2 separate regions of the Macaca mulatta genome follow, and region 1 is linked to region 2. The links are chromatin contacts, called in public Hi-C maps. All regions are on one chromosome and are shown on one strand. Each heading gives the region's core, a stretch centred on a gene start, on an enhancer-like site or on the middle of the called end of the contact. The rest is flanking DNA. Distances are from core to core; before and after follow the strand shown.

What was found. A called contact is a pair of places that touch in the nucleus more often than the background predicts.
Region 1: a Hi-C map of fetal cortex germinal zone shows a contact between it and region 2, with 2.2 times the contacts expected there. The contact joins the promoter of ALDH1B1 here to the promoter of IGFBPL1 in region 2. A contact is called at or near these places in 2 of 14 Hi-C or Micro-C datasets (fetal cortex germinal zone and liver).

Annotation. Positions count from the first base shown.
Region 1 is chr15:61,200,457-61,204,540 of T2T-MMU8v2.0, reverse strand. ALDH1B1 (aldehyde dehydrogenase 1 family member B1) reads left to right here and starts at 2,353. Exons shown (of 2, transcript XM_001114412.5): 1 at 2,353-2,647. The region is part of intron 1 of LOC144334622 (a long non-coding RNA gene); the gene reads left to right.
Region 2 is chr15:61,167,913-61,171,873 of T2T-MMU8v2.0, reverse strand. It overlaps IGFBPL1 (insulin like growth factor binding protein like 1), which reads right to left and starts at 2,523. Exons shown (of 5, transcript XM_015117410.3): 1 at 2,049-2,523. The coding sequence starts at 2,493.

The sequences.
Region 1 (4,084 bases), core at 1,104-3,603, 33 kb before region 2:
CCCAAAAAGGAAAAGGGATTTGCCCAAGGTCCCTTTGGAAAGGGATTAGGGGATTAGTATCCAAGTGCAGACTAGAAGCCAAGCTCTTGCACAATCACACAAATAACACTGGCCTGGAAGCAGAGCATGCAGCTGGTGTGTGGGCATCTACAGAGGTGGGTTTCTACCCAAGGCTTTGAAGGTCCCCCTAAGGAGGACTCAGTTCAGGGCTATGGGCTGCAGAGAACACTGGTAGTAGCCTCCCTATAATCTTAGCATTTCCAGATTTCTTGACAGTGGCTTAGTGCCCTTCACTTCCCAGCCTCCCGCCACTTGTGTTAATATTAATCTCTTCCTACTCAAAACACCTACAAAACTAAGTTTCTCACTCAATTCTGATGTACAACTAAGTTTGGGAGCCCCTTGTCTAGCTCTTATCTGAACTAGGATTTTGCCAAATGGTTATCTGTCCTTCCCTGTACTCCTCCAGTGATGAGAGGCCCACTGCCTTTCAAGGGAGGCCTCCCAGCCTTAGCCAGCTCTGCTTTGTCTGGGAGTTATTCCTCTGTATTCTTCACTGGTCTGGCTCTGCCTTCTAGGACCTCACAGATCCTGTCTGGTTTTGCCCTTCAGAGAATCGGAGGGCACAGCTTTGTCTTTCAAGTTCTAAAGGGTGAACATCCCAGATCCTTCAGCTGCTCCTCAAAGGGCACAGCCTCCAACCTTGCCCCATGGGGGACACTTCCTGTCTGCAACTGGCCTCTCAGATCTGCCACAGTTTCCAATGCACTCTGACATGAGGACTGATATTCACTTTGCCATAAACTCACTCCCTCTATCAATGAGGCCTCTTAAGGACTGGTCAGTTAATCATTAAGTCAATCAATCCTGGAGTGCTATGCCAAGTGCCCAAGGGGAACTAGGCTGTTCACGTGCTGTGGGGAAGGCAGGAGGGCCTTGGCAAGGGGCTGATGCGGTTGCTGGAGAAACCCGAGGAAAGCATGGACATCAAGCTGATAATATGTCAATCACAATGCCTTCATGGAGGGCTAACTTTTGCAGCAAGGGCTATGAACATCCTAAGGATGATATGGAAGCAAAAGATTCCATAGAGATGTAGCTTAAAGAAAGAACTAAGTGAATTAGGTGCAAGCAGTTGCATGTGAACACCCTAGATAGATGGAGAGGCAGGGATTTAATAAAGGGAATTGGGTGCTCACAGAGCTGCTGCAAGTGTGGGAGGCAGAAGCAAGCCTTAGCCAGACCCGGACTGACTCTCAGGACAATATGGACATGGCCCACCAGCCTCGTGACTGTCTGAGGCCACTTCAGACAATCTCCTGCAGCCTCCATTCAAAGAGCAGGAAGCCAGGTCAAGGAGCGACTACAGCCACAGCGGCCAGTCCACAGCCAGGAAGCTGGAGAAGGGACAAGGAATGCTGCCGCAGAACGTCTCGTATCTCTGCTCTCCTGCTAGTGCCGCCCTACAGGGGCAGGACAATACCCTCCAACGCGTGCCCGCCTTCCACATCCGGCAGAGTACTACTGATTAACAGCATCTAGTCCACATCCAGAACTCTAACTGCAAATGAGGCTGGGAAACATGGCAGTTAGCGTTTGGACCACCCTAGCCAGAAGGAAGGTGCAGTGAGGGTGGAGTGAGTGAGATGCGTGTTCAGTGCTCCATCTTGGCAACCTTTATAGCAACAAAATGGAGACAATTAAATATCCAACAGTTTACCCCTACAACAGAATTCTATGCCACCTTGGAGAGGATAATGTCATCTGTAATTAGTGCTAGGAGAGAACTTCAAAATACACCGCTAAGTGTTTAAATTTTTTTACAGCAGCACAACAGAGGTTGCTACATGATTTTATTTTTATTAAAATAATTCTTGAAAGATGCAGAGGAAACAATACCAGCAGGACGAACACCCAACCATAATAATGGTGACCGTGGGTGAAGAGATTACAGGTGATCTTTTTCTTCTTTTTTCATCCTTTCCTGTGTTTTCCAAGCTTTCTACACTGTGCATACATTCTTTTTGTCCTTAGAACAAAAATGTACTTTGAAAAATGCCCAAATACAAAATCTTCTTAAAGGAACTGAAGAAAGGGGCAGTGAAAGTGGAGGACAGAAATTAGTGAATCCCGGACAAAAAAAATGAGGGACAGGCGAGGCAGAGAGGAGGTTAAGGGGAGTCTAAAGGATGGCAGTCAAGCAGCGTCTTGCAGCGGGGAGAAAGGCAAAGTGTAGTTGGGGTTCGGTCTCCGAAAACTTTGCTGTGTGACCTGGGGAAGCCCCTGTCCCTCTCTGCGTATCTCTGTTTCTGCTCCCAAACCAGTGCCTTAGGACCCTAGATCTGAGCAACGTGGACACTGGGCATGCGGAGACGCGAGGGAGGGAGAACTGAAGCGGTGCGGGCTGCCGGGGGTAGAGGGGCGGGGACCGAGAAAAAGACCGGGCTGGGCGAGGGAGGAGCGGCCTTGGCCGGTGGCAGGACGTAGGCAGCGCCCCAGGCGCAGGCGGAGCCTCACTGGCCTCTGGGTCCCAGGCTGCGCGGAGGCGGGACCTGCGGCCAGCCCTAGGCGGCCCGCTGGACAGAGCTGGGAGGGCCAGGGCCTGAAGCCGAGCTTGATCCTGAACCTAAGCCCAAGCCTGCTGCAGGTAACTAACGCGGGTCTTCCCTCGGCTCCCCCGGGAAGCCGCAGCTCCCGGCGCCGCGTGGGGGCTTTCCTCTCTGGGTCCCGGCGTCCCCATCTGGGGGCTGGCCTTTCCGCCGTTGTGAGAGGTGACAATGTGCTAGGAGCCCTCACTCTCTGCGCCTCCTCGGCCTCCGGCCTCGGCGTCCACTTTGGCGGCGCTTGGGGAGCCCTTCAGCCGGCCACGGCACCGTGGGAGCCCTTCTCTGGGCTGGCTGAGGCCGGAGCCTCCTTCGTCTGCTTGCCGGGAGGTGTGGAGTGAGAAGCGCGGGCGGGAACCCCTGCTTTCCGGCTGGCGCGGGCGCGGGCTCGGCGGGCCCAGCACACGGAGCGGCCGGCTGGCATCGCCGGTCCAGGGCAGTGAGGGGCTTAGCACCCGGGCCAGCAGCTGCGGAGGTTGCACCGGGTCCCCCAGCAGTGCTGGCCGGCCGACGCCGCACTCAAATTCTCGCTGGGCCTTAGCTGCCTCCCGGCGGGGCGGGACTCTGGACCTGCAACCCGCCATGTCCAAGCCCCTCTCCTACGGTGGGCTCCCGCACTGCCTGAGCCTCCCCGACGGGCGCCGCCCCCTGCTCGGTGGCGCGGGGTCCCATCGACAGCCCAAGGGCTCAGGAGTGCAGGCGCGGCTCGGGACTGGCGGGTAGCTCCGCCTGCAGCCCGGGTGCAGCCTGATCCACTGGGTGAAGCCAGCTGGGCTCCTGAATTGGATGGGGACTTGGAGAACTTTTATATCTAGCTGGAGTTTCATATGTGCACCAATCAGCACTCTGTGTGTAGCTCAGGGCTTGTGAATACACCAATTGGTACTCTGTATCTAGCTAACGTAATGGAGACTTGGGAGGACTAGCACTCTGTGACTCTGTATCTAGCTCAAGGATTGTAAACGCACCAGTCAGCACTTTGTGTCTAGCTCAAGGTTTGTAAATACACCAGTTGGTACTCTGTATCTAGCTAACTCTGTATCTAGCTAACTAGCACTTTGTGACTCTGTGTCTAGCTCAAGGATTGTAAACGCACCAATCAGCACTGTCAAAACAGACCAATCAGCTCTCTGTAAAATGGGCCAATCAGCAGGATGTGGGTGGGGCCAGATAAGGGAATAAAAGCAGGCTGCCAGAGCCAGCGAGTAGCAACACCCTCAGGTTTATTTGCACTCTGTGGAAGCGTTTTTCTTTCGCTTTTTGCAACAAAACTTGGTGCTGTTCAGTCTTTGGGTCCACGCTGCCTTTATGAGGTGTAACACTCACCACAAAGGTCTGCAGTTTCACTTCTGAAGCTAGCGAGACCATGAACCCACCAGGAAGAATGAACAACTCCAGACGCGCTGCCTTTAAAAGCTGTAACACTCACCACGACAGTCTGCAGCTTTACTCCTGACAGCGAGACCACCCACCAGAAGGAA
Region 2 (3,961 bases), core at 1,274-3,773:
CAGAAGAAGGGCTGAACCCCGGGGAGGCCTGACGCCTGTCGCTAATGAGATCATGAAAAGCAGTTCTGAGTTGCTTCCGTGTGGCCCCACGAACATCTTTATTCCCTGGGTCTGTGCCTGGGGTGGGCGTCAGAGCCCGTAGATCAGAGTGGAGGGGCTGTCACATTTACTTGTCATTTGGTAATTTTCAGTGAATTAGGAGTATGGAGTTTCCATCTGCCATCTGGCCTCACTCTGGTAACCATGGTAACCACCATCTGCCTGACTTAATACTATCAAGTCCTATGCCGAAAGAGCACTGGACAGGGTGTTGGGACCAGGGAGCTGGTCATCCTTTACTGGTCACCCTGGACAAGGGCTCTGACCTTACTGGGTCTCAGTCTCTTTCTCTGTATAACAGCAGATTTGGTCTGAATGTCTTTAAGGTGCCTTTCTCTTAGGAAGAGAATGCCACTCTGGGGAGAAATTATCTAAGACCATCAGCACCACTTATAGTCTAGGGACCTGGTCAGCATTTCTTATGTCTCCTGCATATGGAGTTAAAGTGTTACCTGTCTGGAGACAAAGAGAATTGCCTGTGAATTAACTGCTGAGGAAAGCAGATTATAAAGACGAGTGATAGGAACTAGCAAAAGGAAAGAGACAGGACTGCTTAAGTGCCACATGGCGGAGACAAACTGTTCCAAGTGAGAGGGACCTCAACAATGACTCCACTAGGGCTGATATGGCCAGAGAGGAGAAGGGGCCTGTCCAGAGCCACTCAGGGAGCCAGCGGCAGCACAGATGCACCCCCAGCCAGCTCTGTCCTCCATGGGGAGCTTCAGCTAGGAACAGTCAATGGTGACTTTCCTGTGCTCAACTGGCCACACACTGGTTTTACATTTCCCAGGACAGGAGGCTTCCTGCCCCATCTCCAACAACCCATTGTGTCTCCTGGACTTGGGTACATCTACCTGAACTACTTGAGGGGAAAGACTACTAGATCCTTCTTAAGGCTTGGGAAGAACCCCACCCCAAGCTTCTTTCTTGAAGCTAAGTCATTACATTGTCTTAGGCCCTAAAGTCTGGACTTGGTCTCTGGGCTCAGGCCAGAATTATTTCCTAGAAGCCTGAACCCCAGGCTGAAACCTAGGCTCCTTGGGACTCACTGGTCGCCGTCTCACTCACCCTAAACTCTTCACTGCCCACTCCAGACAGAGTACACAGGGGCACTTCTCCAGTACCTAATGGGCAGGATACGCTCATGCTTAGGAAGCCGGTAAAGCAGTACTAATGTTTTGGTTTATTTTTGTTTGGTTTTCAAAAGGTACATAAAGAGAGTGGGCAACTATAGCACACAGAGATTATTTTACTTTGATGTTAATGAAGCTTAAGTTTCTAAGTCCCTAACATTTCATAATAAGTTTCGAAGTCCCTAGCAGTTCTATTCCTTTACTTAAGACAGGATTCTCCAAATTATATATGTTTTAGACCCTCGAAACCTGGGTCTGCCCCTAATAGCACCACAAGATCTTTTCAGATCTTACGTCTCCAGAGGTCTTACTTTTCCTGGGTGGAGCGCCCTCAGCATCCCAGCTCAGCCCCATCCCACACCTGGGGCCCTGGTGCTCTGGTGCTATGGCCTGGTGACTCCTGATTCCCCAGTCTGGAACTCATCCTCCTCGCGCATCTTCAACTTCCCTTCCTCCCCATTCAAACAATCCACCTAGCGCTGGATACCTGGGAACTCTGATCCCCCTCCTCAACTCCCAGTCTCCTGCCCGGCAAACATACCATGCCTACAAATAAGTGACTGCATCAGCAGGTACTTACGTACCAAAAGGGTTAGCAGGCTCACCAAAAATTCGACTAGCACGGTGAGTGGCGTCTCCAAGGATTCTCGTCCCAGTCTCTCTGAGCACGAGGAGAGATACGAAATACTGCTTTCTAAAGGGAAACTGAGTCCCAGGCAGAGCCGTCCACCACTGGGCAGGGGGATCCTTCGCTCCACACCCCAGAGGGTTGGAATCCCCTCTTCTCTACCCACCCGATCCCCGACCCCGACTCACCGAACTCGCAAGGGCCGTCGCGTGCCTTGTGCAGGTGACCGGGGTGCGCGCGGGGCTTGTGCCGGGCGCGCAGGCGCAGCGCGCAGACACTGGGGTAGGAGCGACCGTCAGAGCCGCAGACGGTGCCGCGCTGCGCGCACACGCAGAGCCCAGTGCCCTCGGGCGCCGCCCCCGCGGCCCGGCTCGCGCACACCAGGCCGGGGCCACAGCGCGCGCCGGCTCGGCCCCCGCAGCTCGCGCCCTCGGCTCCCAGGCAGCGAGAGCAGCAGCCGCACTCATCGCGCGCCGAGATCCCGGGCGCCGGGCAGGGCGCGGGCGCCGGGCAGCGCTCTGGCCGGCACAGACCACACTCGGGGCGCCGGCCACCCGCGTCGCGGATCCCGAGGCTTGGGGACAGCGGCGGCAGCAGAAGCAGCAGCTGCAAGAGCAGCGACAAGCGCGGCATGGCTTGCTCCGGGACAGCGGCGGCGCCTCTGCTTCGCGCTCCGCTCGGCGCCCGCCAAGCAGCCACCGCTCCCGCCCCGCGGCCGCTGATTGGCCGGGCCTGCACCGCGGGGCGCCCGCAAACCGCTGCTCCAGCCCGGGACCCGCGCGGTGCCCGCGGCCCGGGGCTCCGAGCTGGAGGGGCGCCCCGAGAGCAGCTCCCTGACCTCCGACTGGACTCTTGAGGAAACCGAGACCCAGTCGGGGGAGAACTTGCCCGAGGTCGCTGTGGTAGAGTCAGGATTGGATAACGGTACAGTCTCCGGATCCACGGCTGGTTCCAGATAGTATGCCCGTAAATCCTCCCAGAAGGATGCGCTGTTTTATTTAATTTTATTTTGCATTCGGTAGTTTAAGAAGTTTTATTTTATAAAGAGAATATATGTTTTAAAATGTATATTTTACATATACATCTAAGGATGAAAAGAGGGGTTTCCCTACCACCTTGTATCACCATCCTCCAACTCGACTCCCAGAGGCCACTCTTGCTATTGGGTTTTTGTGTATCTTTGCAGAAATTTTCTCTATGCCTATAAAAGCATATGTGCCTATAAAAGCCCTTTCCTTTAAAACACACACACGCTGTTTCTCTCCCACACACACGGAGTAGCGTGCCATATACATTAGTCTGCACTTGGTTTTTCCACTTAACAGTATTTCCCAGTTTCCCCACCTCTTGTCATCTCTGAAACTGAGTTTCTTGTACAATCAACGGGAGCATAGTTCATTGGTTCTGTGAGTGTGTTTCTTAATGCTACGTAAAGTCATGGTGCATCTCCGTCCACAGTGACTTTGTTATGATGAGATATGGTGATATGTTTTGGAGTTCATATACAGTGGCATTTCCACAGGGTTTAGTTGCAGTTACTTAACCAGTTGTTTTCCATCCTTCGGTTAATACGAATAATGCTTTGATGAAGTCTCTGTGCACAAGGGTCAGTGTACCTGTGGATTAGTGGGGAATGCATGTTGGAAAGACGCAGGTTCTTGTAGTCAGTTACTCATACCGCCGTTGTGCCTTCTCTGGGCCAGGCTCTGTGCACACCATCCTGCCTGAGTCCCGGCAGGACACCCAGATGAGAAACCTAAGAGAGTCTTGGCTGCTGGGATTTGATGTGTTGCCAGGTAAAGGCATTGAATGGAGGGAGGGACTCGCTGACCAGGTTTTATGGGAGACTTTTCCTGCCTTTACTGGCCACCTCTCATTTGTCTTGTGCTCTATTGTTTTTTCTTTGCTGAACTCCTAGAGATGGAGAACGCCTCTTGCAGCCTGGGAAGACCAGCTACAGCATTCTTGGGTGGAGTTCATTTTGTTTTCAAGCCTAGTTCCTTCCCAGTTTGCAGTCTTCTTATTCCTAAAAAGGAACCTCTTCTGAGGCCACTTTATGTGGTGGTCAGAGGAGGGCCATCTGCCTGGTCGACGCTGGGCC